Linked DNA regions of Mus musculus: all the other regions are linked to region 4. A link is a contact called in public ChIA-PET, capture Hi-C and promoter capture Hi-C data. All regions are on one chromosome and are shown on one strand. The core of a region is the stretch at or near the end of the contact, and the rest is flanking DNA. Distances in the headings are between cores, read along the strand shown. Region 1 holds the start of Ifi209 (interferon activated gene 209). Region 2 overlaps Aim2 (absent in melanoma 2). Region 3 holds the start of Ifi206 (interferon activated gene 206). Region 4 holds the start of Ifi211 (interferon activated gene 211).

Region 1 (6,846 bases), core at 1,824-4,323, 280 kb after region 4:
ATGGAGTGAAAAGATAGATCTCTTTAGGAAATGGCAATAAAATAGATAATTATGGAATGGGACTTGGGACAGGAAGATCAAGTGGGGAGGGGAAGAGGAGAAGGAGTTATGGAAGGGAATATGGGGAGAGAATATAAAGTTAAAGGACATTTGAGGGGTAGTATGGAAACCTAATACAGTAGAAAACTCCCAAAATATTACCTATATGAAGGCAGTCTAAGTGGAATTTCGAATTAATAGAAGAGACAGAGTCCCACCTAGGCACTTCTTGTCACCACATGCAGCTTTCATAACTGGAATTGGGTTACACTTAGTTGAGTTGTTGTCCAAAGGGTCCCCACAGGAATCCCCAAATAACCCAGACTTTTGCCAAGACTTCCCGTTGCTCTTCACAAACTGACAAGAGGCCCCACTGAAGAAGATTTCACTGTCACAACTCTTTGAACATAGAGATGTCTGGCTGGTACCTACATAAAGCCTCACCCCCACTTGTAAATTTTGTTGGTACTAAAAGATATTCTGCACACTACCAAAAGAGAATTATAGACACCAACCCAGGCGTACATCACTCTTTCATTTGCTTAAAGTTTGGCAGTTGTTGTTTTTTTTTTCTCTTTGGGTGTAATTTTATTTTATTTTCTTGTTTTGGGGGTTTTGCTATAAGTTTTTTGGTTTTATTTTGAGGAAGAACTTAAAGTTGGGTAGGTAGAGAGGGTCAGAGGATATGAAAAAATTTGGGGAGTGGAAGAATTGTAAAAATATATTTAAATTTAAAATTATTTTAAATAATAAAAATATAATATAATACAAATTGATATACATAGCCATATGTTATTAATAAACCTTATTAAATAATAAGGGGAATTTTTAAACCAAACCATTTCATATTGTAACTAAAAAAAAGTCATTTCATCTATATTATATTTAAGTTGATTTAAAATACTACAAAATGATAACATTCCTACAAATAGTTGATTTATCTAATAAGGTGGAGAGCTTTTGGTGCTGTTTATAGAAATTTGGCCAGTACTTGTCACTGGGCTCAGTAGGATCAGTAACAGCATTGCATTTGGGCTGATGCTAGGATTGAGGCAAATACAGTCAAGGAAGGTGTGACTTTGCTTTTGTCTTGGTAATCCCTAGAAATGATGACTCAGGATACTTTGTTTATTGCTTTGGCTGATTCCTACCTGGTGTGATCTCTTTGTTCATAGCCTTTCTTGATTACTTTGATTTAAAAATTGACCCTGTTCTCTGCAAGGACCTAGAAGGTATAAAAGCTGACTGGGAAAAAATAAACCTGCTTTAGTGTCAGCGCTGTCTGGAGTCATGTTATAATGTCTAATTGTCTTTTTCTTTTTAATCCTCCCTCCCTTGAGACATTGTTGACTGAATGAGCTGGCTTGCTTATAATAATAATAGAAAGATCAGAATATCATGGTACATTTAGAAGTACATCTCTATGGAGGCTCTGCCTGACTAATACAGATTGCAGATGCTCACAGCCAACCACCAGACTGAACAATGGGACCCCAATGGAGGAGTTAGGGAAGGACTGAAGGAGCTAAAGGGGTTTGCCATCCCATGGGAAGAACAACAATATCAACCAAACAGAACCCCCAGAGCTCTCAGGGACTAAACCACCAACCAAAGAGTATACATGAAGGGAACCATGGCTCCAGCTGCAAATGTAGCAGAGGATGGCCTTATTTGGTATCAGTGGGAGGGGTGGTTCTTGGTCCTGTGAAGGCCCAATGCCCCAGTGTTGGGGAATGGCAGGGCAGGCAGGCAGGAGTGGTTGGGTGTGTGAGGGAGTACCCTCATAGAGGCAGAGGAAGAGGGGATGAGATAGTAGGTTTGAAGAGGGGAAACTGGGAAGGTGGATAACATTTGAAATATAATAAAATAAAATAAAAATAAAAATAAATAAAAAAGAAGTACATCCCTTGATTGTTAAAAATAAGTAAAATCTTTTGCAGTGATTTAGAAAGTTTAGCTACAATAATTAATAAACTTAGTGAGCCTGGTCTAATGTTCACAGAACTTTGAAATCAATTAAGAGCTTCTATCCAAGTCCTCTGCTGTGGTACATATATTCTTTAAACTGTTCTATAAATGTGCAAGATACATGTGTTCTAATTGACCTTCCATCACTCTATTACACTTCACCATTAGAGAACCAAAAGGAAAATAAAATAACTTTCCTGATGGTAGAAATTAACAATGGAAATACCATCTTTAGAGAGGTGTGAAGAAAGAACAACACAGAATGGGCTTGGGAAATGGTTAAACCATTTTGTGTTTATATATTATGAACCTGAGAAACTTCCTACTACACATAGTGATAGGATATTAGAAAATTCATTTCATGTCCAGAGGCACTTTTCATTCACAATAATTTTTCATGCCACTATCTTGGCTTTTTCCCACTCACCCACATATCCCAGATAACCATGAACTCCCTATCCGAGCTAATTATAGCCTTCACATTATCCACTTATTCAGATTTATGCTTAAAAAGTTCATTAAACTATCTAAAATATGCAAAATGTTTTATTCTTAGCTCATTCCTCTGTGGTGGAGGACTAAAGATGTCTGCTATCTTTTTGAGTGACTGACCCTAATCCGGCTGCTGTGGGCTCACTGCTGAGTGCAGCAGGCACCAGATCAGCACTGCCTCCTCCACAAGAACCAGCAAAGGTCTTTTCACTGTCCTTGTTGTTTTTACAGATGTAGCCAATATCTACCATATCTACAGAAAACAGGTAGAACTCACCTTGCTGGATGTTTCTCTAGGGATGTAAAGCTGAGATCTTCTACAGGGCAGGACTAGAGGCTTCTCCACTCCTCTTCCTCCTCTTCTCTTTTGTCCTTCTTCTTCTTAAAGTTTGTTGGGGACAGGGAGGAGTTGGTGTGTGTGTGTGTGTGTGTGTGTGTGTGTGTGTGTGTGTGTGTGTGTATGTGTATGTGTGTAAGAAGATAAACCAATAAATCTCTTGGGAACTGGAAAATGTAATCTACAGAAATTCTCAGGTTAGACTCACTCCATGGACTGAGGCTTGCTGAATGTCTCAGCTGGGTGTTGTTTTGTTGGCAGAAGAGCTAAGAAACAGGAAGTTCCCCTCCCGGCAGAGTGCATCTCTTTCGATTTACTCAGAGATTGAAACTCAACAGTTTTCTTCCTGTATACCTTTTAGTCACCATAAGAAAGTCAGAGACAGTTACACTCCATTGATATGTTTTGCTTTTCTTACAAATCTTACAGGTACAAGAACCAAATATAAAAGCACTGCATCCAACAAACTCACAAGTGAGTCACCAGGAATGTGCTCTCTTTTGAATAAAGATGAACTCCCAAAAGGCAAAGCTAAGTCACCAGGTCTCTTTCTTTCCTGCTCAGGATGCAAATGGCAGCAGGAGAAATTGGCAATTGCTAGCTGCTCTTGAATGAATTTCAAAAAGAAAAAAAAAAAGAAAGAAAGAAAAAAAGCAAAGAAAAGAAAAGGAAAGAAAAAATCTGAGATGAAATTGCTTTTGGTTTAAACACTTCACTCCTTTGTTAGTTCCCTGGACTTTCCAGAGTACCATGCTGTTAGAAACATATGACTCCAATCTCACGTAAGCAGAAAGGATTTTGGCTTTAGCTTTCCTCTTTTCTGTTACTACTACTACTACTACTACTACTACTACTACTACTATTATTATTATTAATTTATTTACTTTCAAAGACAGTTTTACTGTGTAGTCTTGGCTGGCCAGGAACTCTCTCTGTAGACCAGGATCAGTTTAGATTTAAATCTTTTACCCAGCTTTGGAAAGTAGTATTCTTTAACTGGTGATTGCCTTAATTAAGAACTTTTAAAAATGTGCCATCATTTCATGTTTCCATCATTGGGAATTGGATTACCTTGAAGTATTTCTGAAACAATATAGATGACTAGAAACTGTGGATTTGCTGACTAGATGCCATTTTCACTAGTTTCTTAGACTACATAAAATACTAATTATTCCCAAAAAGGAGAGAAGGGGAAGGAAAGCCAGAGAGAAGCTTTTCTTGGGAGAGCTAAGCCACTGGACTTGTGCTGTGTCTCCACCATTGATTCTGGTTGCAGCCCTTTATTCATGGTGAATGGAGGTTGGAAAATACCATCTTTATCTTTCTTTTGTTTGGCCAATGTAGTTTTTCCTTTTCCTTTCTTCATCTTTTGAACTGATTTAGTAAAGAAAGCCCAGGGGAAGTTGATCCTACTGTTTCCGCTCAGCTCCTGCTTATGTCTCAGTGGATTTGCCTATCCCTGCTGCAGAAGCCCAACATAGCCACAAGGTAGCCAAAGGTACCAATCTGGGACAAGCACTGTGGACAGTATTTGTATGGATCATTCCAAATTACAGCATCAGAGAAAGAAATTATGGTTTAATTTGTGATGTGGCAAAGTGGTGATATTACACTTTGACTTCTTATCCCTGTTGTTGTTGTCATTTGGTAGTCGATGCAGGGTCTGACTATGGAGCCCAGGCCAGTCTCAAAATGTAGCTCTTCCTGCTCTGGCCTCCTGAGTGTAGGGATCACATGTATGTACACTATGCCTAATTTCATCATGTTTTCTTTATTGCCAATTGACTTTATGAAAGGGACTTGCTCATTATCTCTGAGATACAGTTTTACTTATAATTAGATATTATCGCACAGGATGAATACTAATAATGGAATCAAATAATAATTAAACACGAGTATTAACTTATTTAATGTTTTAATGAACTTTTCTTTAAATTAATTTTTACTTTTCACTATTTTATATAAAATTACTTTTTTCCTTATTATTTTCCACTTTCACTTTTTTTAGATTTAATTTTTATTATTTTAGGTGTATGAATGTTTTTGCCCACATGTATGTCTGTGCAACACGTAAATGCCTGGTACCCAAGGAGGTGATAAATCTCCATGTGGTTGCTGGTAATCACACCTGGGTCCTGAAACAGCAGCAAATACTCTTAACAACTGAACCAACTCTTTAGCCCATAACATTAATTTTTATTTGAAAACTTCACAAACTTATGTGATTAATTCTGTCTCTGTAAGAGCCCAAGAATGGCTGAAGAAAGACCCAAGACTCAAATAGTATGCAAAAGCAAAGAGCATTTATCTTGCAGAAATGTCTAACTTGACAGGGTAAGCTATCCATACAAAATGGAGACAACCCAAAGAGATCGCAGGCCCCATTTATGCAGGGCTGGAGGAATTTTCTAGAACAGTTAGGAAACCTCTAACATGATTGGCTAGAACTGCGCAGCGACATTAGTACACTTTTGATTGGTTCTATTATTTGGTGAGGCCTCGAAGAATCTAGGAACTGACTCAGCTCTGGGCTTGTTTCTCCTTCAGCTAAATATTCCAGGAAATGACTCAGCTCTGGGCTTATACTCCCTTTTGATCCAGTATTAGGACAGCCATTGATTAATGGCCCATTTTTCCTGGCTGCCCCAAGGAACCTTGTTCATTTTCCTGGGAAACTCAAAAATTTTCATTCCCAAGGTTTTTGGATCTCTCAGCTCAATTAATTTTTAATTTTACTTTATCATTTTCTTTCATTTTTAATTTATTTTTTTTTACAATCCATATTTTATTCTCCCCTATACCCGTCCCTACTCCGACTATTCCACATCCCATTTCTTTCCCAAACACCACCTGTCTCCACAGGGATGTCCCCATCCCCGACACCACCTAACCTCTAAACTCCCTAGGGCCTCTAGACTCTTGAGGGTTAGGTGCATCATCTCTGAATGAACACAGACTCGGGAGTCCTCTACTCTATGTGTGTTCAGGGCCTCATATCAGCTGGTATATGCTGCCTGTTTGGTGTTCCAGTGTTTGAGAGATTTCAGGGGTCCAGATAAAATGAAACTGATGGTCCTCCTACAGGATCACCCTTCTCCTCAGCTTCTTTCATCCTTCCCTAATTCAACGACAGGGGTCAGCTGCTTCTGTCCATTGGTTGGGTGCAAATATCTGACTCTTTTAGTTGCTTGTTGGGTCTTCCAGAGTGTGGCTATGCTATGTCCCTTTTTGTGAGTGCTATATAACCTCAGTAATAGTGTCAGGCCTTGGAACGACCCCTTAAGCTGGATACTACTTTGGGCCTGACACTGGACTTTCTTTTTCTCAGCCTCCTCTCCACTTCCATTCCTATAATTCTTTTAGACAGGAACAATTATGGGTCAGAGTTATGTCTGTGGGATGATTCTTCTCTCCTTCAATTTGATGCCCTGTCTTCCTGTGGTAGGTGGGCTCTATAAATTCCTCCTACCTACAGTCCAGCATTTCATCTAAGATCCCTCTCTTTGAGTCCTGAGAGTGTCTCACATCTCAGGTCTCTGGTGCGTTCTGGAGGGGTCCCCAACCTCCTATCTCCTGAGGTTGCCCGTTTCCATTCTTTCTGCTGGCCCTCAGGCCTTCAGTCCTTTTCACTCACCCAATACCAGATCAGGTCCTTTTAGAAGAACAATTTTCTTGTATTCACTCACCATTTCTCACATTATGTCTGAGCCTAAAGGATAAAATGGATACAGTATTGCACACACACACACACACACACACACACACACGCACACTCACACATGCACACGCACACACACACACACACACACACACACACCAATTCTCTAAACAGGATATTCCTGTGTAAGTGAATGATCTTATTCTTTCTATTCCATAGTGTTGTCCAAGAGTATACATGGAAAAGAGAGTTAAATATAAAATGTGGCACTGGAAAAATTAGGTGGGGGAACTAATCAGTTGATAAACAAAGCTAGAAAATTTTCTCTATTAATATCTGACTTATGTCTGTC
Region 2 (6,573 bases), core at 1,572-4,071, 480 kb after region 4:
CACGGTAAAAAGATATCTATGTAGGCAAACACACAAACACATACACATACACCATACACACACACACAGAGAGAGAGAGAGAGAGAGACAGACAGACAGAGAGACAGAGACAGACAGACAGATTAATTTTGTTCTATGATTATCATTTCACAAGATATGTACACATGAAGATACTACATTGTGTCCTGTTAACGCATACCCATTATCTGTGAATTATAGCTCAATAAAGGCAGCGAGTGGAAGGTTTCAGATCTTAAAAGTTCTACTAAGATTTAGGAAGCATACAGGTGGCTATTGCCTGATTTTCCTATGATATTTTCTATAATTTTCACCCCTCGTATCCTGACTTCTAGTCTAGGTTGCTTGGCGGATGCTGGGCCATACTGTCCTGAAGCAGAGATGAACAGAGACAGGAACAAAGCAGAGATACTGGCCTTTGAGAAAGCTGTAAGCTTCTGAAACCGCAGGATCATACAGCTTTGCTACCAAGTGGAAGGTTCCCCTTGCCTTCTGCCTGCACACAGGCTTTGTTTCTAGTGTGAGCTGTCCCTGCTCTCATGCAGGGGCATATGCCTAGGACCGTCAGGTCAGTGGTCAGGCCTTCCTCACATCCCTCAACCCCCTGTACTGAACCCTGCTGCCTTGGAAATCTTGCCATTCTGTGCACCCCCTTCATTTGATCTCTACAGTTCATCGCCCAAGCCCAAAGCCAGGATTCCATGATTTTCCCATCATGGTCACATAAGACACAGAAGTTCATGATATCTGCCACCCTATCAAACAAATGAAAATAAACATCAGCTTGGATGACCTTAAGTCTCACGGTCTTATGAAGTACCTACTCCATGAGACTACCTGAGTGTATCTGGTGGCGGGGGTGGGTGTGGGGGTGGGGAACATTATGAACATCGAAAGAGTTTATATAGTTAAAAGACTAAGAAAGACAATAAAATACTAAGACAAATATAAAACATTATATTATAGCAAACACTGTGCACTATTACTAGTATTAGGAAATTTTTGTGTTGTTTCTGCTATTTTCATAAAAAGGCAAGCTATAGAAGCATAGGGCATATTCAGATATCGTTTATAAACAATGTAAAAATCAAGCCAGCCATGGTGCTGCACTTAAGGGGTGGAGGTGGCAAGGTCACTTCAAAACCATCTTTGGCTACAAAGGAACTTCAAGGACAACTTGGGCTACACAAGTCCATATTTTAAAAACTAACAATGAGCAAAGAGAATGCGATATACTGAGACCTCAACCCACAACTGTTAAGTGCACGAGTTTTACTAATATCCATAAAGCCATTCCATGCTCAACTTACCAGGATTGCTTACCATGTCCGCTTAGTGTGACTCATACTTGGGACACCAGTGAAAAATGAAGTCAGAGGTGACATAGGAACATGTTGGAAAGTAAGGGGACTCAGTTGACCTCTGATTCTGCAATTACAGTCTGTATGCAAGGACCATCCCTTTGCTGAACTTCAGGATACATGAGGATAAGAACAGGTTTTCTTTTCTGGTTTATAGCCCAACATTTGTAATAATCATTTGCTAATGAGATTTTAATGATAAAAATCCATCATACCGTTTCCGTATATAAAAGACAAGTTCTTCTGCTGCAGTTTCCTTCACAATTAGAAACTTTCTACTTATGCTTGCCGGTTCCTTGTCTCTCACCTATCATGTCAGGTGGGAGAAATGTTACAACATTATGAGAAGAGCCAATGTACTTGGTGATGAAACAGAGAACTGACAGTTACGGAGGCTTCAGGTGGGCAAAAGGACAGGACAGGGAGACACAAGGACAAAAGGACAAAAGGACAAAAGGACAGGACAGGGAGACACAAGGACAAGCACAGAGTCGTTGGGATATACTCAGACTAACAGAGGGTCCAGAGGAATGAAATGGCCCTGACAAGCACAGCAACATGGTATGCGCAAGTGTGCACATTCAAATATGTATATGTATCTGCATGTGCATGCATGTGTGTGTGTGTGTGTGCGCGCATGTATGCATGTGTGCATAAGATAGAATCTTTGTCTCTGGTATCTGATTCCTGTATCCTCCTGTGAATTGCCCAGGATGTTTTATCAATCATGTGGCATACCTGAACATCACAAATATGAAAGTACCTAACACACTAGGATTCCCATCAGCCAATGCAGTCTATCGTTTATTGATTCCTGGTATCAAAAACTTCAGCCTGATTTTCTAATTAAATTCTAAAACATGTGCTTCTGCAGATTGGTACCCAACACCTCACTTTATGTCAATAAAGCTGTGATGTCCAAATACCAACTGTCTCTATTCTCTCTGTTGATAACTAAAATGTATACACACATGCATACATACATGCATACATGGATACAGGCAGTCACATACATATGTATCTGCTTCTCATATTTTATTTATTTGTGTCATTATCCTTGCTTTGTCTTTTATTTAAAGTTGACATAAAATTCTTTCTTAAACTCCTGGTTGGGAGTTCTTACACAGGACATGATACATGATTGCCATAGTCTGGGTGACTTTTTCTGGCTTGGAAGGTCACCGTCTCTGAACCTCTCACTTCAATGGTTACAATCATTGTTTCAAGTGATTGATTACCCCTAACAATCCTGCAAAGTTATATCATATCCATTTTGAAGATAGGTAAAGAGAGGCTTAGGTTTGTTGTGTGCATGGCCTAAGATCATATGATTAATACAATGTACAAAAAAATATCCTGAACTTGAGCCAGCAGAAACCACAGCCCGAACTCTGACACCTAACCACATCACCCCACACCACTTCCTGGTAGCAAAGTGAATGGAATCAGCTCTAGTCAAGATGGAACCAGAAACACAGAGGTAAGAAACAGCTTCCTTACTAAAAGACTCCTCTGAGCTAGCTTACTTTAATAACCTCCCAGGCTTCCCTGCTCCATTTCCAGTGTTTCCCAAGTTCTTCATCCTTGCCATAATTTCATTACTTTCTTCTCTGGATAACACAAAGCTCTTTAAGGTATATACCAGCCCACATAAAAATTGGGCACTCCAGGACATGTCTCCCGAATCCATAAAGCACATGATCACAAAGGCATGCCAATCGTTTGCTACCGTGCCTTCTAAGATGTCCACAAACCACTCTCCATTCACCCCACCTTATTTTTTCTACGTGGCTGTGGTTCAGGAACTGTTTATTGTAACTGCACTGGAAATTGTCACCACCCAAACCCCATAACCCATTGCTCCTCCTCCCAACTAAGACAGCGGAGTTTTATAACAGAATCATCTGCTGTAAAGGGAGCTGCCTTGCCCAAGGTCACATTGCTGCCTGTACTCAGCTTGAAGGCAATGTTAACTTATGGAAAGGTTGCCCTAACTATGGACAACTGGAAACCATCCAAGCCTGAGGGGACCTGCTGGGGCTTCTGCAGCTGCCACTATGAATGGGTGAGTTCAGCTTCCCCCTCTGTCCAACACAGTTTGCCTCTCTCACTTACAATTGCTCCTGTGACTCCCTCAGGCAAATCTCAGCATCTGTGTCTTGGAAACTCGACCTTATACTTTACTTGACTCCTAACTTCTGACATATCCACAAATATTGTCACTTTAACTAAAGAGTAAGACTGTGGCGCAGAGACATACTAGAAGGCACATGGATATATGTCGAGAAACATATGAAGAGGTAAACAGTGTATAAATTAAAATCTATAAATCATTTTTCTTGTATCCTGTTTGAAGTGTTTGCTTTGTATTGCATAGCTTTGCCATTGTAATATTTTAATATATACTAACAGATATCCTTCCTTTCAAAATGATATTCCCTTGTTTTTAGGGTCTATATGAAGAGGTTTAGATACTTTACCTCACATCTTCAACATGAAAACTCTTACTATCTAAGTGTATGTTCCTGTGTGTATGCTGGTGCATACATGTTTGTGCATGTGTGTGGTTTGTGTGTACATATAACGGTGTGCATGTGCACATGTGTGAATGTGTGTCCACATGAATGTTTGTCTATGTAATAGCTATAGGTGTATGTGCATGTGGATATGAAGGGGCTGTGTGCACATGTATGTGTATAGTTGCATCCATGTGGGGTGTGCATGCATACATGTGAACATGTGTTATGTGTGTATGTGCACATGCATGTATGTGGCTGTGGGATGCATATATATGTATATGTGTGTGTGTGTGTGTGTGCATGTATGCACATTTATGTATAAGTGTGTTATGTTCTGTATTTATAGGTATATGTATATGCATATTTGTGTGTGAGTGTATTGGTAGGTGAGTCTGGGTGTATGGGGGTCTATGTGAGGAGGTGTGTGTGTGTGTGTGTATGTGTGTGTGTGATGTATGTATATATGCATGCAGTTGAGTTCCTCTTTGCCAGAGGTCAGTATTGGGTTTCAACCTCAATCTCTTTCCAACCTTGTATTTTGAGTCAGAATTGTTCATTTATCCTGGAACTCACTGTTTCAGTTTCAGTGGATAGCCAACAAGCCCCAGGGAGCCGACCCACCTATATCTGCGCATCAAGCACCAAGGATAAAGGTGTGCATTATCTTTAGCTTTTTGCGGGTTCTGGAGTTCTTATCTCAGGTCCATCCTCATATTTCACAGGAAGTGATTTTTTACCCACTGAGACACTTCTACAACCCTTACATATCATCTGAATCATACTGCTGGTGGTACACAGAGATGTAATTTGTTTGAAACAAATGTGAAATTATCTATTAATTTTTTTAAAAAATATTCATATTCCAATACAACATTCCCATTCCTGGTGGAAGCGTTCAACCATGCTGATTGGTAGGACCCTCAGAGGGGAGAGGGAAGATAGGAGAGAGAGAAGATGAGGACAGCGAGGGTAAGGAAGGGTAGAAAGAGCAAGAGGAAACTGCCGCATCTGCAGCGAGGGCTGTATGATACAGATGGACATGAACAACAAAGGACATGAATGGCATTGGTAATATCTGTAAAGTGAAGAATATATAATATGTATGCATGTATATGATCCCATTTTAAAAGTATAAAGTGGTCTTTCTTCATCCCCTCATTCCTCCTTCTTCTCTTCCCCACTTCCCCCAATAAACCTCTTCTTATGGAAAAAAGTATGAAGTGTATAAAAGTAGAATCTTGTTTAATGGTACAGAGTGATACTAACCCAAGGTACTCAGTATGTATTTCAGGAAGGCAGAAAGTGGATGAGAGTGGGTGTCAACACGGGAGTTTTTGAAGTCCTGATACTAATCTGTTCCAGAACTAAGTGCTGGGACCATAGTTATTTACTCTGTTCTTGCATCTTTATACCTTTAAACAAGTGTAACCTCTATTATCTGTATTTCTGTGCATAGTCAATTATTTTAAGAAACAATATTCTCAGTGTGGGAATTGTTTTCAAATCATTGGTAACTTGACAGCTGAACAACCTCCCCCTACCTATTTTTTTTTTTAGCTATTTATGAAAGTTTACATTTTCAACTCAATTTTTGCAACTTAAGGATTGTTTTTAACTGTCTGCTTTGTACCTATAATTTATTTTCAGTAGATTATTCTGTGCTGCTTTTGCTAGCAAAAAAGAAAAAAAGAACGAAATAAAATGTAGAAATTCTCCAAAAAACATACAATTTTCTTGTGTTTTACCATTTATTTTATTAAGCTTGCTTATTCTTACCTTTGTCCATGTTACAAAAGCAATTTAAATCATTGCTTCAAAAATCAGAAAATTTAGACAAACAAACAGATTAAAAACCACTCACAGTCCCACTGTTGAGCTTGTAAAAGTTCTGCCAAGTGATTTTCATTCCTCTGTATGAATTAATATAATTATGGAAAACTTGGCTACTTTGGTTATAAATGTCCTTCAATTTACCATGATTCATTTAGTTAATCTAGATTCAAAGAAAAGAAACTTTCAGACCCGCCCCCTGTTTTCTTCTTATTCTAAAGAATTTGTCGGCTATTGCCAAGGTAGGGAAGATATGGTGCCTGGATGGAAAATGCTTTCTGAGGGTCAGCTACAACCAAATCAAGCTTTGGTTCCTTGCGCTGACACCCACACTTTGAATTCGGCTATGGAGCGAGTAGTGTCTTATATCTGCCATTCGGGGCCCCAGGACCTCTTCATGAATGAGTTCCTCTGAGTCCTTCACAGTGAGCTGCACATCTTCAAATGCCCTCCACTCTAACCTGCACCTTTATTTTTTGGGTCTTTCTACTTTGCAGCCTATACTGAAAAACACCTAGATTACCCGCTACGTAAACCATCATTCCCAACACAGACAGTCTGTCTGACCGGAAATCTTTAAAACCCCATGCTTGCTTTGCAGTAGAAAACCCTACCCTTAAAATAGCATGATGAAGGTTAGGCAATCTGGAATGGCAAGAAACATTTGAAATTTTAATCACCTAATTAGAAATATTCTACTTTGTGTATTATTAAGAATTCCCTAAGGAGGCAAAGCCATTGGAGGAAAAGAAGCATCTAAACCTCAGTTTAATACTTGAGGCAGGGTAGCTATAAATGATAACTGCGGTGCTATGCTTATGGCGTTGATGACAGAAGGAACCAAG
Region 3 (7,001 bases), core at 1,336-3,835, 420 kb after region 4:
CCTGTAATTCTTTCAGACAGGAACAATTATGGGCCAGAAGTATGACTGTGAGACAACACCCTGCTCCCTCATTTGATATCCTTCTTCCTGCTGGAGGTGGACTCTATAAGTTCCCTCTCCCTACTATCCATCTGGCATTTCATCTAAGGTCTCTCCCTTTGAATACTGAGAGTCTCTCACCTCTCAGGTTTCTAGTATATTCTGGAGGGTTCCCCCAACCTCCTATCTCCTGAGGTTGCCTGTTTCCATTCTTTCTGCTGGCTTCAGGGCTTCAAACCTTTTCACTCACCCAATATCAGATCAGGTTCTCCTCTCTCACCCACTCCCTCCCTCCCCATCTACATTCCCTCCCAGGTCGCTCCCTCCCCACTTGTGATTGATTTCTTCTCTCTCCCAAGTGGAACTAAGGCATCCTCACTTGGCACTTCAACTTGTTGACCTTTTATACTTTTTTTTTTTTGGTAAGATCTGCTTATTAGTGAGTACAGGTCATACATGTCCTTTTGGGTAAGAGTTAGCTCACTCGGGATGATAATTTCTAGTTCCATCTTTTTGCCTGGAAAACTCAGGATGTCCTCATTCTTAATAGCTGAGTAGCATTCCATTGTGTAAATGAACTACAATTTCTGTATCCATTCTTCTGTCATGGGACATCTGGGTTGTTTCCAGCTTCGGGCTATCAAATAAGGCTGCTATGAACATAGAGAACACTTGCCCCTGTGGCATGGTGGGGCATCTTTTGGGTTTATTCCCAAGAGTGGTATAGCTGGGTCTTCAGGTAGATCTATTTCCAATTTTCTAAGGAACCTCCAGATTGATTTTTAGAGTTGTTGTACCAGTTTGCAATCCCACCAGCAATGAAGGACTGTTCCTCTTTCTACACATCCTCTCCAATATGTGTTGTCACCTGTGATTTTGATCGTAGCCATTCTGATTGGTGTAAAGTGGAATCTCAGGGCCATTTTGATTTGCATTTCTCTGACCACTAAGGACTTTAGACATTTCTTTAGGTGCTTCTCAGTCATTCGAGATTCCTCAGAATTGAAATCTAGGTTTAGTTCAATACCCCATTTTTTGATTGGGTTATTTGGGTGCTTGGTGATTAGATTCTTGAGTTCTTTATGTATTTTTGGATATTAGCCCTCTATTTGATGTGGGGTTAGTGAAGATTATTTCAAAATCTTTAGGTTGCTGATCTGTCTTATCAACTATGTTCTTTGCTTTACAACCTTGCCAGTTTCATGATGTCCCATTTATCAATCCTTGATCTTAGAGCATGAACCATTAGAGTTCTGTTTAGGAAATTTCCCCCTGTGCCAATGAGTTCAAGGCTCTTTCCCATTATCTCTTCCATTAGATTCAGTGTATCTGATTTTATTTTGAGGTCCTTGATCTAATTAGACTTGAGCTTTGTGCAAGGTGATAAATATGGGTCTATTTTCATTCTTCAACATACAGACAGCCAGTTAGACTAACACCCTTTTTTGAAATGCTTTCTTTTTTCCATTGTATAGTTTTGGCTTGTCAAGATCAAGTGATGGGAAGTGTGTGGTTTTATTTCTGGGTCTTCATTTCTATTCCATTGATCAACATGTCTGTCTCTGTACCAATACCATGCAAGTTGAATCACTATTGCTCTGTAGGAAAGCTTGAGGTCAGGGATGGTGATTTCCCCCAACTGTTCTGCTATCAAAGGCAGAGACATCCAAAAGTTGCCCAAGACTAGCAGTTGGAAAGCATTTTAACTCCCATCATTTTCATCCAGGTGACTGGTTACCTAGCTATGGCATTATCCTCTTTTGCAGACCAGCTGGCAGGCTCTCATACCATTATCTGCTACTTGATACCATTTGTTCCATGTTTCAGGATTACATCAATCCTTAATCCTTGAATTCTCCATGCCAGAAAAGTGCAGCAGGACAAGCATTATTTCAGTCCATAATCTCAATCAAAGCTCGAGGTTTCCCACTGACTCCCAGGCCCCAGGTTTCCCTGTGCTTACCAGTGAATAATGTAGAGACACTGAGGAAGCATTAACTTCACCATTGAAGGAGGACAGCTTAGTTCTATAATCAAGAGGGAGGTGGATAATGCCAAATGCCTTTCTAGCTATTTGAGGTTGCAGCTTGGAGTTGTGTGTTTGTAACATTATGCTGTGGCAAGTCTAGGTCTTGGGAGCTACTAATGGATGCATAGATGCTACAGGAATGACTTAAACCAGGAGTTGTTTCATCTCAGATTTTCCTTGAAACTCATTCACATGCAGCTGGCAACTGACACAGCAAAGATCTCCTGACACTGAGTCTGAGCAGAAAAGAAAGAAGAGACTGGGTGACTTGGCTTTTTTTGGTCTAAGTTTTCACCTTCATTCAAAGGAATGAAGGTTCCTAGGGATCCTTTTGCAAGCCTGTAGGACATGAGGATTATAAATCTAAATCTTGTACCTATGAAGATTTGCAAGAAACATCCTGAGTGTAACTAGCTCTCTTTGACTTTTTTGGTAATTGTTTACAGGAAGGAAACTCTTGAGTTTCTGTCTCTGAGGAAATCGAAAGCTATGAACCTTGTCCACTCCCCACAAAGTAGCACAGGATGAGAAACCCAGTTCCCCTCAGTCTGAGCAGCTGAGCAGTGACTCTACCCAGTGTCAGCTTTCCATCTCTCTCTGAAAACACTTCATTGTCTCAGAATTTCAGGAGATTACAAAATCCTCTGGTTCTCTTTCTGAGAGATTTACTGTTTACTCTTCATACACACACTCACACACAGACTCACACACACACACACACACACTCTCTCTCTCTCTCTCTCTCTCTCTCTCTCTCTCTCTCTCTCTCACTCACTCACTCACTTGCTCACTCACTCACTGCTTCCTGCCCTGCAAAACTGGATACCACTGAAGAATTTTCTGAAGAGGTGAGTCCTCCCCCTGCTTTCTCTGTGAATGCACACGACTACAGGTGAAATCCTTGTCGATCTTTAGGTTGAGAGAGAAGGAAGCCAAGCTGGTGGCTGCTACACTGAGCAGTGAATCTGCACTATCTGGATTCAGGTCCTTGGCTCATAATGATGCTAGGCATCCTGATTCCTCCACCAGTAAGACTGACCCAAAAAGGGGCATATTTCAGATTATAAAATACACGTTTTTTAGGTAAGTCTGGATAAGTGAATAAGAAGAGTGCTTTAGTTTTCTTGGCTGGAGAATGCTTAGAACCTGGTGGTTGTAGTGAGTGGCTGGGCAACAGACAAGTTTGTGACAGGAAAAATTGCCATGAAGCAATAATACTGAAAAAATGCATCTAGCCCTCAGGCTGCATTATCTATTATTGCAACCATACACAACCTGGGCACCAATGGGCATATGTAGTCAAAGATATCCCAGATTCATTATGATTGCAAACCTGTGGTTTTATTGACTTAAGAAGCACATTAAATGGTCTTCATTCACTTGTGCATCAAGTGAATAAAGTAATATTGTAGACATTGTTAGTCTGTATCATCCTGAAAGTTAATTGCTTTGGGTTTTTGTCTTTTTAGTTTTCTTTGATTTTGTTTTCTGGTGGTAAGACTTAGAAAAGAGTTGGAGGTTCATCGGAACTAGATGTATACTTCATACTTTTAGACTCTTCTGCAGTCCCTCTGTGCACTATGGTTGATCTATCACTTATTAGGTGTATTAATTATGCTGCCCAGACTTTCTAAAATTTTACAAAAGTTATGACCCTGTTCATTTAGAAATTAAGATAAATACTCCTAAATCATGCATTAAATTTTGGTTTTTTAAGTTATTACTGGACAATTCTATTATTAAAACACTTTTCTATTTCTAGGAGGTAAACTATTGTCATTCTTTTGGTTTTCTGAGAAGAATTTTATATTTTTGGTTCTAATTAAGACAATGCTAATATAAAAAAATCTGTTCTTATTAGTTTCTATAAAAAGGATTTATTTTATAATTTCCATGAATGCATGCCTTAATGGAAACATTTAGCTGCACATATTAAAGAAAATTTGACAAAGGATGTTAATTAACCAATTATATGTTAGTTCCTGTAGGGTAGGTTGAGGACACATTTTTCTGGATTTTACTATGACTACTTCTTTTATGGGACATCTGCATTTCTTTTCTTGCCTTCTCTTTATGACTCAAGTGGCTAACAAGTGATGACAACATTACTGAGCTTATGTTGTTTCCTCCTTCAGTGGTCCTGTTGATGTCCTTACTGTCTCTCCTCTCTCTGAGGAGAGTTTCACTCCTGAGGCAGAGACTCACCCAGTTTTCACCTTGCTTAGGTTTTACTCTGAGGAGCTCTCAACTGCACACACTATTTTCTTACCACACTTCCCAGAGCTCTTCCTGGTGCGTTAGCTCATCTGAACCTGCCGAGGCACTGATGCCAGAGAGTACTGTTGAGGCTTTCTTCTCTGAGTGTGAATTGGTCTACATTCAGACACTCATTCTCAGTGTTTGTTTTATGTAGGGTAAGTTAAGGGTACCTCTTTGCACCATTGGGGATGACTATACTTTGATATCTAGGATTTGCTAACTGAAGATGGGTTTTAATGTAAATACCTGAAACACTATACTACTGAATATTGTTGAGATTGGGATCATTATTGCAACATTTAAAAAAATATTATTTTAGCAGAAAAGAATGAACATTTACATGTAAGCAGATTATATCAAAAATGTCAAGGTCTCCTGTCATTTCACATCAGTCTATATTTTGGCATAAGCTTATTGTCAAAAATCATAAAATAAATACAACCTTCAAAATTTTGAAACTCCTCCAGTTTGTAGTATCTTAGGCCATTGTAATATAAAATCATCCCACTATTTTGCTGAAATCTGATTGCTCTAGAGAGTATGGTCTTTCATATGATCTGATCTTCTTTAGTATCACCATCAATGTTCTATTTCTCTTTGTAGACTTGCCTTTCGTCTTCTGAACCGTGTCTGCCAGACAATGCTGTTGTAAAAGGTTAGTAATCTGAGAACATTTAGCACTCTGATTAGAATATTACACACACAAACACACACACATGCACACACACACTCACACACATACACACACTCACACACACAGATTCAGAGAGAGATAGACAGAGACAGAGACAGAGAGACAGACACAGACAGATGGATAAAATACCCCATAACTAAAATGACTTAAACTTTAAGCAACTATCAAATTTATTCCATCCTTGAGAGTTATTAAGGATGTTTAGAAACTCCTAATCATGTGTAGAAAAGGAACGTTGGTCTAGTGGGAGAATTTTAGGAATTTCCAGAAGGTAAAGTCTCAGTTGATTCTTAAAGGTCATCATAGATGGCAGACAGAGAAAGCAATGGAAGAATGGTGATGAAAAGGACACCATCTACTTCACAGAGCATGCCAAGGGAATGGGTGCTGTGCATTCTGAAGTGTGTCATATCACAAATATAAAAGAACCGTATGTAAAAGAAGCAGATTATCCAAGGACTTCCGAAGTATTTTAAGGATTAATAAAATTTTATTTAAAAAACTTGTCAGCTATTAGCTTATTTTAGCAGCATTTAAACACAGCCTATTCAGAGAAAACTGCACTATGAGCAAGGAAAACCCATTTTAAAAAGTCAAGTCTAAAAGGAGAAAAAGCAAGTAGCTATAGAAATAATACCCTCCAGTGAATGCTGCCACCTGGCACTAGAAAGTACTTAGCAAAATGACAATACCAAGGACACAGAAAGCAAGGTCTAACACCTGGTGAGACAGGATGCTAATGGAAGCTGCTTAACAAAGAACCAAGTGGACTAGAGTCAATGCCTGGGCCAGGTTCATCCTGTTGTAGTCAACACCCATTCCTATAAACTGAGAGAACACACAGACCATTTATAGATAAGCCATTTGAGTATGGGCAAGTCAGGAAGTAACAGGGGGATATCTAGAGGCAGGTTCTAGTAACAAATAAAGACACTTCAACTAACCTGAACTCCTGAGAGCTCCCAGGGGCTGAGCCACCAACCAAAGAGCATAAGCAGGCTGTCCCCAGGCCCCTGTCACATATGTAGCAGAGGGCTGGCACTTCTGGCCTCACTGGGAGAGGATGTGCCTGATCCTACAAAGACTTGATGCACCAGGATGAGGGAACATTGGGGAGGGAGGATGTCAGGAGGAACTCTCTGAGGGCAAACCAGGTGGTATCCCGACCTGCAGGACCTAGCTATTCGTGGGGTCCAGGGGGACCAATCCTGAAAAAGAAAAGGGCGAGAAAAGGGAGGGAGACCAAGCAAAGAGTTGTCAAGGTCTATTTAATGGAGGCTGGGAGCCTGATTATAAGCACACAGTGAGAGGAAACAGGGAGGGGTGAGGGGGAATAATCAAAGCACAGAGAGAGGGACAGATATCTGAGGCAGATGCTGAGTGCAGGCTTCAAAAATCTTGTGGCTTATCTTGGAATGCTGGCTCTGTCTAAAAAGTCCCAGGTCAAGATAAGAAGGAGGGGGTGGCTCGACTCCCATCAAAGGGTCAATTGGATCTCAGGTTAGGAGTTGTTGAAGGTCTGGTTTCCCACAGCTTGGTCTCTCACAAGGTGGGAGAAAAACAAGTGGGATATGAATAAATAGATAAAACAATAAACAATTGTTAAAAGAGAAAAAAAAAGAATGGGAAGAAGAACCAAGTTCCAGGATCAATATACAATGGAAAAAAAGGACCTGGGATTTCAACCTTCACAGCCCATACTCTATACACTGTAACAAACGGTGATTTCCATGCTTTCCCATAACCACCTTCAGCGACCTCACTCATCCATCATCATCATCAGGGAAGAGTTCCTTAGACTGATTTACTAACCAAGCGGTTCTGCACTCATTTTTTCCCACAGTGGCACAGTTAGTAAGCGATGCTCCATTTTTTCTCATGCACAGGTATAGACAACACTATGTCAAGGGCTGTTTGCTACCTAGATATGCTCTGTATTTTAAATGGTCTCTTATGTGTGTAATTCAGTCTACTGTTATT
Region 4 (6,857 bases), core at 4,332-6,831:
CAGCCAAAGACCCTTATATCAACTCTGGCGGTTTAGAACATTGTACACATAAGGTGAGAAGACAGCATAATTTTAGCTCATGTCTTCAGTTCTCTGATGTGCAGCTTCAATGTTTTTTTTTCCCAAATTCTTTGTATCAGGATTTTGTTTTTCTCTTGTAAAATTTGAAGGTTCTACCTGAACTGGGAGTCATTTCCATGTAAGCCAGAGAAAGAACACTTTTTCAACACCTAGTGGAAACACTCCTATGATTTGTGCAAACAAGAAGTTTCACATGTATGTGATGCACACTATAACAACTTTACACAAATCCTCCTCTAGCTGTTATTAGTAAGTAACTTAGGATCACTATGTGGTCGACTTGTAGAGAAACTTCTCAGGAGAAACTTTTATAGAAGTATGAGATTAATCCCAGTGAAGGGATTCACTAAGTTATCTTCTTTCTTCTCTTCTTTTCTTTTCTCTTCTTTTCTTTTCTCTTCTTTTCTTTTCTCTTCTTTTCTCTCCTCTTCTCTACTCTTCTCCTCTCTTCTCTTCTTTACTTTACTTTTCTCTCCTTTCTTCCCGTCTCTCTGTCGGTCTTTCTGTCTTTCTTTCTGTCTTTCTTTTTGTCTTTCATTCATTTCATTTCATTTTTCAGTTTAGTTTGGCAGTGAAGGACATGCTGGTAACATGAAAAGAGAATCAACCCCATTCAGTCATCCCTTCTATCCCATCTCCCAGTGTGGTTCTCTGATGACTCAAAAAATTCTCTTTATCAGGCATTGCACAGCTACCATACTTGACTGAAATACACATTGGCTACCTGTGCCTTCCTTTGCCTCCTCCATTCTTGTCTCATCAGAGGAAAATTAAAGCACTTCCTGCCTTTCCCCTTCAGCTCTTCCACAAAGCCCACTTTCTTCCATATAGGACTTACTGTGATCCACAGCCATAGTCAAAGAAACCCTATTTTTGTATCTGCTCATCTTGTTGGAGCTGGACCCTAAGTCCTATATAATAGAACTATGGAGCTACCCCCTTTACCTTCCCATCTCTTTTGAATCAACAGTTTGGAACTCCTTGTGGGTCCCATAACCTGTTCCCAGGGATTTCCTAAAACTATCTGCATAACAGATCTTTGCATTATAATTGATAACAATAGCAAAATTGTAGTTTTGAAGTAGAAACAAAATCTATGGTTAGGAGTTATCACCACATGAGAAACAGTATTAAAGGGTCTTGGCTTTAGGGAGGTTGAGATACACTGTGCTAGCCCAACAGCCACACTGCCCACTGCACCAATTCTGGACTGGTTAGAGTCTGAATATTAGCATCCTGAGTGACCACAAAACTGAAAACTAAACTTATTTTCCTGGTCTAATCTTTCTGATATGAGCAACAGCAACCACAAATCTGAATACCTACCTAATAAATGTAGTACCCGATATCTATACCAAAACCAGCTCACATTTCATAATTAGAGATACTTGGTGCCAAAGGCAATACCAAAATACAAAAATAATAAATACAGAATACCTCCTCCATAAGCCGCCAACTCTATTGTTATAAACCCTCAGAAGAGAAGTTTATCAGAAAGACATGACAAGGACTTTGCAATAGCCATTGTGAGTATGCTCAAGGACCTTAAAATGAATATGAATGAATATCTCATGGAAGACCATGAAACTACAAACAGTTGGATTAAATAAGAAAAACAATTAAAGATATAAAAGGAGAATGAAACAAAGATATAGACTCACTAAAGAAAGGCAAAGCTAAAGTAAAACTCAAAATAAAAAATGTACGAGTTAAACAGAAAGCCTCACCAACAGAATAAATGACATGGAAGAGAGAATTTCAGGTCTTGAAGGCCAGGTAGAAGCAGTTAATATCTCCATCAAGAAAATGTTAAATCTAAAAGACTCTAAACACAGAACCTCTAGGAAATCTGGGATGTCATGGCAAAGAAAAAATCATATAAACAATAGACATAGGAGAAGAAGAAGAAGAAACCCAGGTGAAAGGCATAGACAATATTTAACAAAAGCATAGACAAACTGCTGCAATAAAGAAGGAGATGATTATCAAGGTGTGAACAGCATACCGAACATGAAAGAGACAGGACCAGAAGAGAAACTCTCCTTGTTATATAATAATTCAAACATTAACTGTACAGAAGAAAGAAAAGATATTTAAAGCTTCAAGGGAAAAAAGACTAAGCCACTTATAAAGGCAGACCTATTAGAACAATTTCTAACTTTCAACGGAGATTCTGAGAAGAAAGGACTGGGCAAATATTCTACAAACTCTGAAAAAACACAGAAGTCATCCTAGACTGCTGTATTCAGCAAAATATTCATATATTGCTACATCTAATCTGACCCCTATTGATTGAAACTGCAAGTCAACAATAGAAACAAATAGTATATATGCATATATGCACATACATATATATGCATATATATAAAACACAATCTACAGAGAAAGAAAACATCTCATGATAAAAACAATTTTTTAGCAATTTCCCTTTACTAATCCAGATCTATAGAAGACACTACAAAACTTCAAAAGTGTTAATATGAAAGGTTAAGATACCCAAGAGTACACAAAAAATAAATATCCAAGAACAGTTCATCAAAAGAGGGACAATCTACTATAACAAAATATTTAATAAATAATTAATTAAGGAATTAATAAATACTGTTCAGTAATTACATTCAATACTAATTTTCTCAATTCTTCCAATAAAAAGGTATTTACTAACTGATTAGTTTAGAAATCAGGATCTATCTGCTGTATTAAATAACAACATACTCTACCATCCAAGACTGTACTATAAATTTAGGGTGGAAAATGGAAAATGGTGTTCTACATAAATGGAACCAAGATGCAATCAGGGTATAAAAGCTATTTTAATACTTAATAAAACAGACTTTGTGTCAAAACTAAACAAAAGTGAAAAAGAAGAACACTGTATAAGCATTAAAGGAAATCATACCAAGAAAATTTTGTCTTAACATTTATGCACCAGATATAATGGTATTAAATTTTACAAAAGAAACATTACTATAGCTAAAATTATATATTGAGCCTAGCATAGTGGGTGACTTCAATATACAACTCTCACCAATAAACAAGTCATCCAGACAAAAATGAAGAGAAAATTTTGGAGTAAAGTAAGATCATCAATCAAATAGACCTAACAGGTATCTACAGAAAATGTTATCTAAACATTAAATATACTTCTTTCTTAGAAATCCATGAAACTTCCTTCAAAATTTACCACATCTTAGGGCATAAAGCAAGTATTACCAGATGTTGAAAACTTGAAATAACACCCTGCATTTAATGAGGCCCCCAGCGATTAAAACTGCAAGTCAACAATAGAAACAACAGCAAGTATACAAATCCATGTTTGGGGGTAAGTCTTGGACAGTATGTATTCAGATGCTGATTTCTATGCCTAGACATCTGTCTACAGTCCAGTTGATGGCAAGGTCTGACACTATTACTGAGGCTGTGGAGCTCTCACAAGTAGGGACCGATTATGACTGCCCTCCGAAGGACCCAACCAGCAGCTGAAAAAGTCAGCTGCAGGTACTTCCACCCACCCAATGGACAGAAGCTGCTGACCCATGGGGTTGTATCAGGGAAAAGATGAAAGAAGCTGGGGAGGAGGGCCACCCTGTAGGTGGACCAGCAGTCTCATTTAACCTGGACCCATGAGATCTCTCAGACACTGGAACGCCAACCAAGTAACATACACCAGCTGATATGAGGCTCCCAACACATATCCAGTAAAAGACTGACAGATCTGTATTCAGTCTGAGAAGATCCACCTAACTATCAAGAAACTGAAGGCCACAGGGAATGGGGAGGTCTAGGAGAGGTGAGGGATAGGGTTGGGGACATACTTGTGGAGACAGGGTGGCAGGAAGTAGGTATGGAGTGGGGAACAATCAGAGGGTGAACCAGGGGCCGGGTGGGGGATAAAATATGGAGTGTAAAAAGAGAAGATTAAATAAAATTTTAAAAAGAGAGAAAATAGAGTGTTAGAAGTGGGGTAGTCATACAGTGGTCAGTGTGATGAAAAGGCAGCTGAAGAAATCCAGACAGTATCTCCAGCTGACATAGAGCTGTCAGAGATAAAGACAAGTATGGCTATGAAGAGCTGAAAACTGAGGTACTATTGACTGACAACCAGGAGCATTGCAGACAGCTGCAAATCCTTAAGGGCCAAGAACTATAACACCTCAGCTGTGACACCAGCCACTCTCGAGGTCCCAGGGTCACAAAGGCACTGTCTGTTTGAAACTGTCTTTCATCTGCTGCTTTCAGAAGTTCATTATGAAAACTTCCAAGTACCTTGTTGGCAGTTGGTGGTTAAATCCCAGAACCACAAGCTGTTGGGAACTAAAAAGGGGGCCCAGGGGAAGAGAAAACCCACACCCCACCAGAATTTTACCTATTCTCTGGTCTGTCAGGTGTGGGAGAGCTGCCATACACTTTCCACTCAGCCCTGGGTGGGCATTCAAGCCTCTGACCCACTCTTCAGGGGGTGGCCAAGGGTCAGCCCTACCTGGGATCCCTTGAGCTACTTTGCTAAAGCCACCATGGTTATAGGAGAGAAGGATGGCAGAAGAGAGGTTCCCAAAACTTGCGAGAGTGAGGGTAGCAGATTTTGATGAGCAGAGACTCTATGGTTTTAGAGCTTTATTATAGAAATGCAGGGGTATAAGAGAGAAGCTAGAAAAAGAGAGAGAGAGGAGGGAGAGAGAGAAAAGGGAGGGAGGGAGAGGGAGAGAGAGAGAGAAGGCTAGAGAGAAAGAGTAAGAGAGAGAGAAGAGAGGAGAAGACAAAGAGAAAGGAAAGAGGAGAGAAGAGTGAGAGTTAAGAGAACAAAGGAGTAAGAGAAGAGACAAGTAAGATAGCAAACAGAAGCTGAACAGCCCTTTTTATGGTCTTTACTGTTGCTAGGTAACTGGGGAGGAGTTTAGCCTGAAGGTCAGAAGCTTGGGCCATTGCCTACATGACTTCTACCCATGCTTCTCTTGTGGGGTCTGTGGGGGGAGGTAACTTAGGCAGGAGCCAGAGTTCCAGCAGCATAAGGGAATGCCTACTGTGTCATGTAGCTGAATTATCACCCTTTGGAGTTCAGACCTCAGCTCAACTGGAGACCAGCCTGTCTGTGCAAGACCTCAAAACCACAATTCTCTGGCTTCCAAAGGGCTTGATACTTGTAAACCCTGAGTGTATTAGACTCTTCCCTGGGCCTTGAGTACTTTACTACAATAAAAACTCCACCTTAGCTGTCCAGGACTCCTATCTAAGTAGAGCAGAACCCTGGTCAGCTAGTTTTAACACCTTGATCTGGTTGTACCATGTATGTGAATTTTGTGTCTAGTGGCTAGTGTACATCCGTTTGCTACAAAAGTTGTAAGGTTAGGACTTTCTTATTTAGTGAGATTCATCAGAAAAGAATGTGAGCCTGACTAAGCTGTGATTTTTTTTTCATAGTGACCACAGTATTTACAGGAAGTTAAGATGTTTCCAAAGCCAGGGAAATTGAAAGCTATGAACGAAACTGGGAGTAGGCCTGGCTATTTCAGCACTCCTCACCCGAGGGAGACAGCACAGGGAGAGACAGCCAGTGCTGCTCAAGAAATGAAACAACTCTGAGAGTTTTGTAATCACTACCCTCTTCCTTTACACCCAACTGTTCAGTTTCTCATTTACTGACTTATCTGCCTACCTACTCAAGCCAAGCAGGCCACTTCTTGACCCGGTGAAGGTCTCAGGATCTGTACATCACTGCAGAAATATCCAGGAAGGTGAGTTCTGTTTGTTTCTTAAACATGTGATCAGATCTATCTGTGAAATATAAAGGACCATAGAAAAAAATCAGTGTTGAATGGTGGAGGACCAAGGCTGGTGCCAGCTTCACTCACAGCATTAAACCTGCTGTAGCTGGTTTCCGATGCTTCACTAGGAAGACAGCCGATGACAGAATAAAGATGCCTCCTCTATTCCTATGAGTTTTCATGAGTTAGTGTTTATCACTGTTCTTCATTTATCTTCACTAGAGAAGACATGGGAGTAAGGTGTTTGTGGTGAAGGACTGTGTAAAAGACAAGACAGAAACAAAAAATATTGATAACTAAAATCATGTTAAATGAAAACCACACTTTCCAGTTTTGTGAATATACAAAACTGAGATTCATATACAACTTGATAACTCACATTAGCCTGTAGAGAAAAATGTCCCACTTTTGTTAATACAGTTATTTAAATAGATTGTGGACATTTTTATGTTTAGCTCTCCTCTTAGCTCCCTTCTGTATCAGATGTTAGAGACAATATTTGTCATACTCTCCTCTTCATGCCATGCTGGAGGTGAATACTCATGAGGAAAGTTAAACTTGTTCACTGTTACTAATTTCTTCTGTAATTTTTCTAATTTTTTATCCTGTTTTGCCTAAATTTTAGTAGTTGAGATATGCATAAAATTTAAACCATAGTCATAGACAATATCATACCTGTTTAAATATATATTATTGCTTGTTAATGGTTCTGTTTAAAGAATAATTTCATTATCCAAGCCTGGTTTCCGATAACTTGGCACATAGCTGAGGCCAGCCTCAAACTTACAGTCCTCTGGCCTCTGCCTCAGCTTCTGTCTTTCCCTCAGACTCTGGCGCCTTGAATCATAGACACCCACTGCCATGACCCTCTTAAATGTCTACAATTAATTTTGTATTTTACTACATAGTACTATTTAATGTCCTGGGAGTAATGTTGTAAAACTAAAATTTGTTATTATTTGGTAATTATATAATTAAAATTGTTTCACTTTTCTTGGGTTGAAATCTTTCATT

The links. ChIA-PET counts read pairs in DNA pulled down with a chosen protein or histone mark. Capture Hi-C pulls out chosen DNA fragments and counts their contacts.
Region 1: a promoter capture Hi-C map of liver shows a contact between it and region 4. The contact joins the promoter of Ifi209 here to the promoter of Ifi211 in region 4. A contact is called at or near these places in 1 of 484 Hi-C or Micro-C datasets (B cells), 1 of 115 datasets of contacts at active chromatin or transcription factors (heart atrium) and 2 of 9 other capture datasets (adipose tissue and liver).
Region 2: a contact with region 4 is called in an RNA polymerase II ChIA-PET map of memory CD8 T cells, with 14 read pairs. The contact joins the enhancer-like site here to the promoter of Ifi211 in region 4. A contact is called at or near these places in 3 of 115 datasets of contacts at active chromatin or transcription factors (epiblast stem cells, large pre-B cells and memory CD8 T cells) and 3 of 9 other capture datasets (adipose tissue, liver and macrophages).
Region 3: a capture Hi-C map of macrophages shows a contact between it and region 4, with 5 times the contacts expected there. The contact joins the promoter of Ifi206 here to the promoter of Ifi211 in region 4. A contact is called at or near these places in 1 of 115 datasets of contacts at active chromatin or transcription factors (memory CD8 T cells) and 2 of 9 other capture datasets (liver and macrophages).

Annotation. Positions count from the first base shown.
Region 1 is chr1:173,627,086-173,633,931 of GRCm38.p6, reverse strand. Ifi209 (interferon activated gene 209) reads right to left here and starts at 3,073. Exons shown (of 7, transcript NM_175026.3): 1 at 2,777-3,073.
Region 2 is chr1:173,433,944-173,440,516 of GRCm38.p6, reverse strand. All of the region lies in intron 2 of Aim2 (absent in melanoma 2), which reads right to left. Among named protein-coding and RNA genes, the nearest start is that of Aim2, 17 kb to the right of the region's middle. Within about 2 kb of position 2,821, at least 71 of the 459 cell types and tissues checked have an H3K27ac peak or open chromatin away from gene starts, as enhancers often do. A contact at or near this core is called in memory CD8 T cells, where this site is marked.
Region 3 is chr1:173,486,902-173,493,902 of GRCm38.p6, reverse strand. It overlaps Ifi206 (interferon activated gene 206), which reads left to right and starts at 2,585. Exons shown (of 8, transcript NM_001372437.1): 1 at 2,585-2,916; 2 at 4,931-4,982.
Region 4 is chr1:173,911,770-173,918,626 of GRCm38.p6, reverse strand. Ifi211 (interferon activated gene 211) reads left to right here and starts at 5,581. Exons shown (of 7, transcript NM_001033450.4): 1 at 5,581-5,813.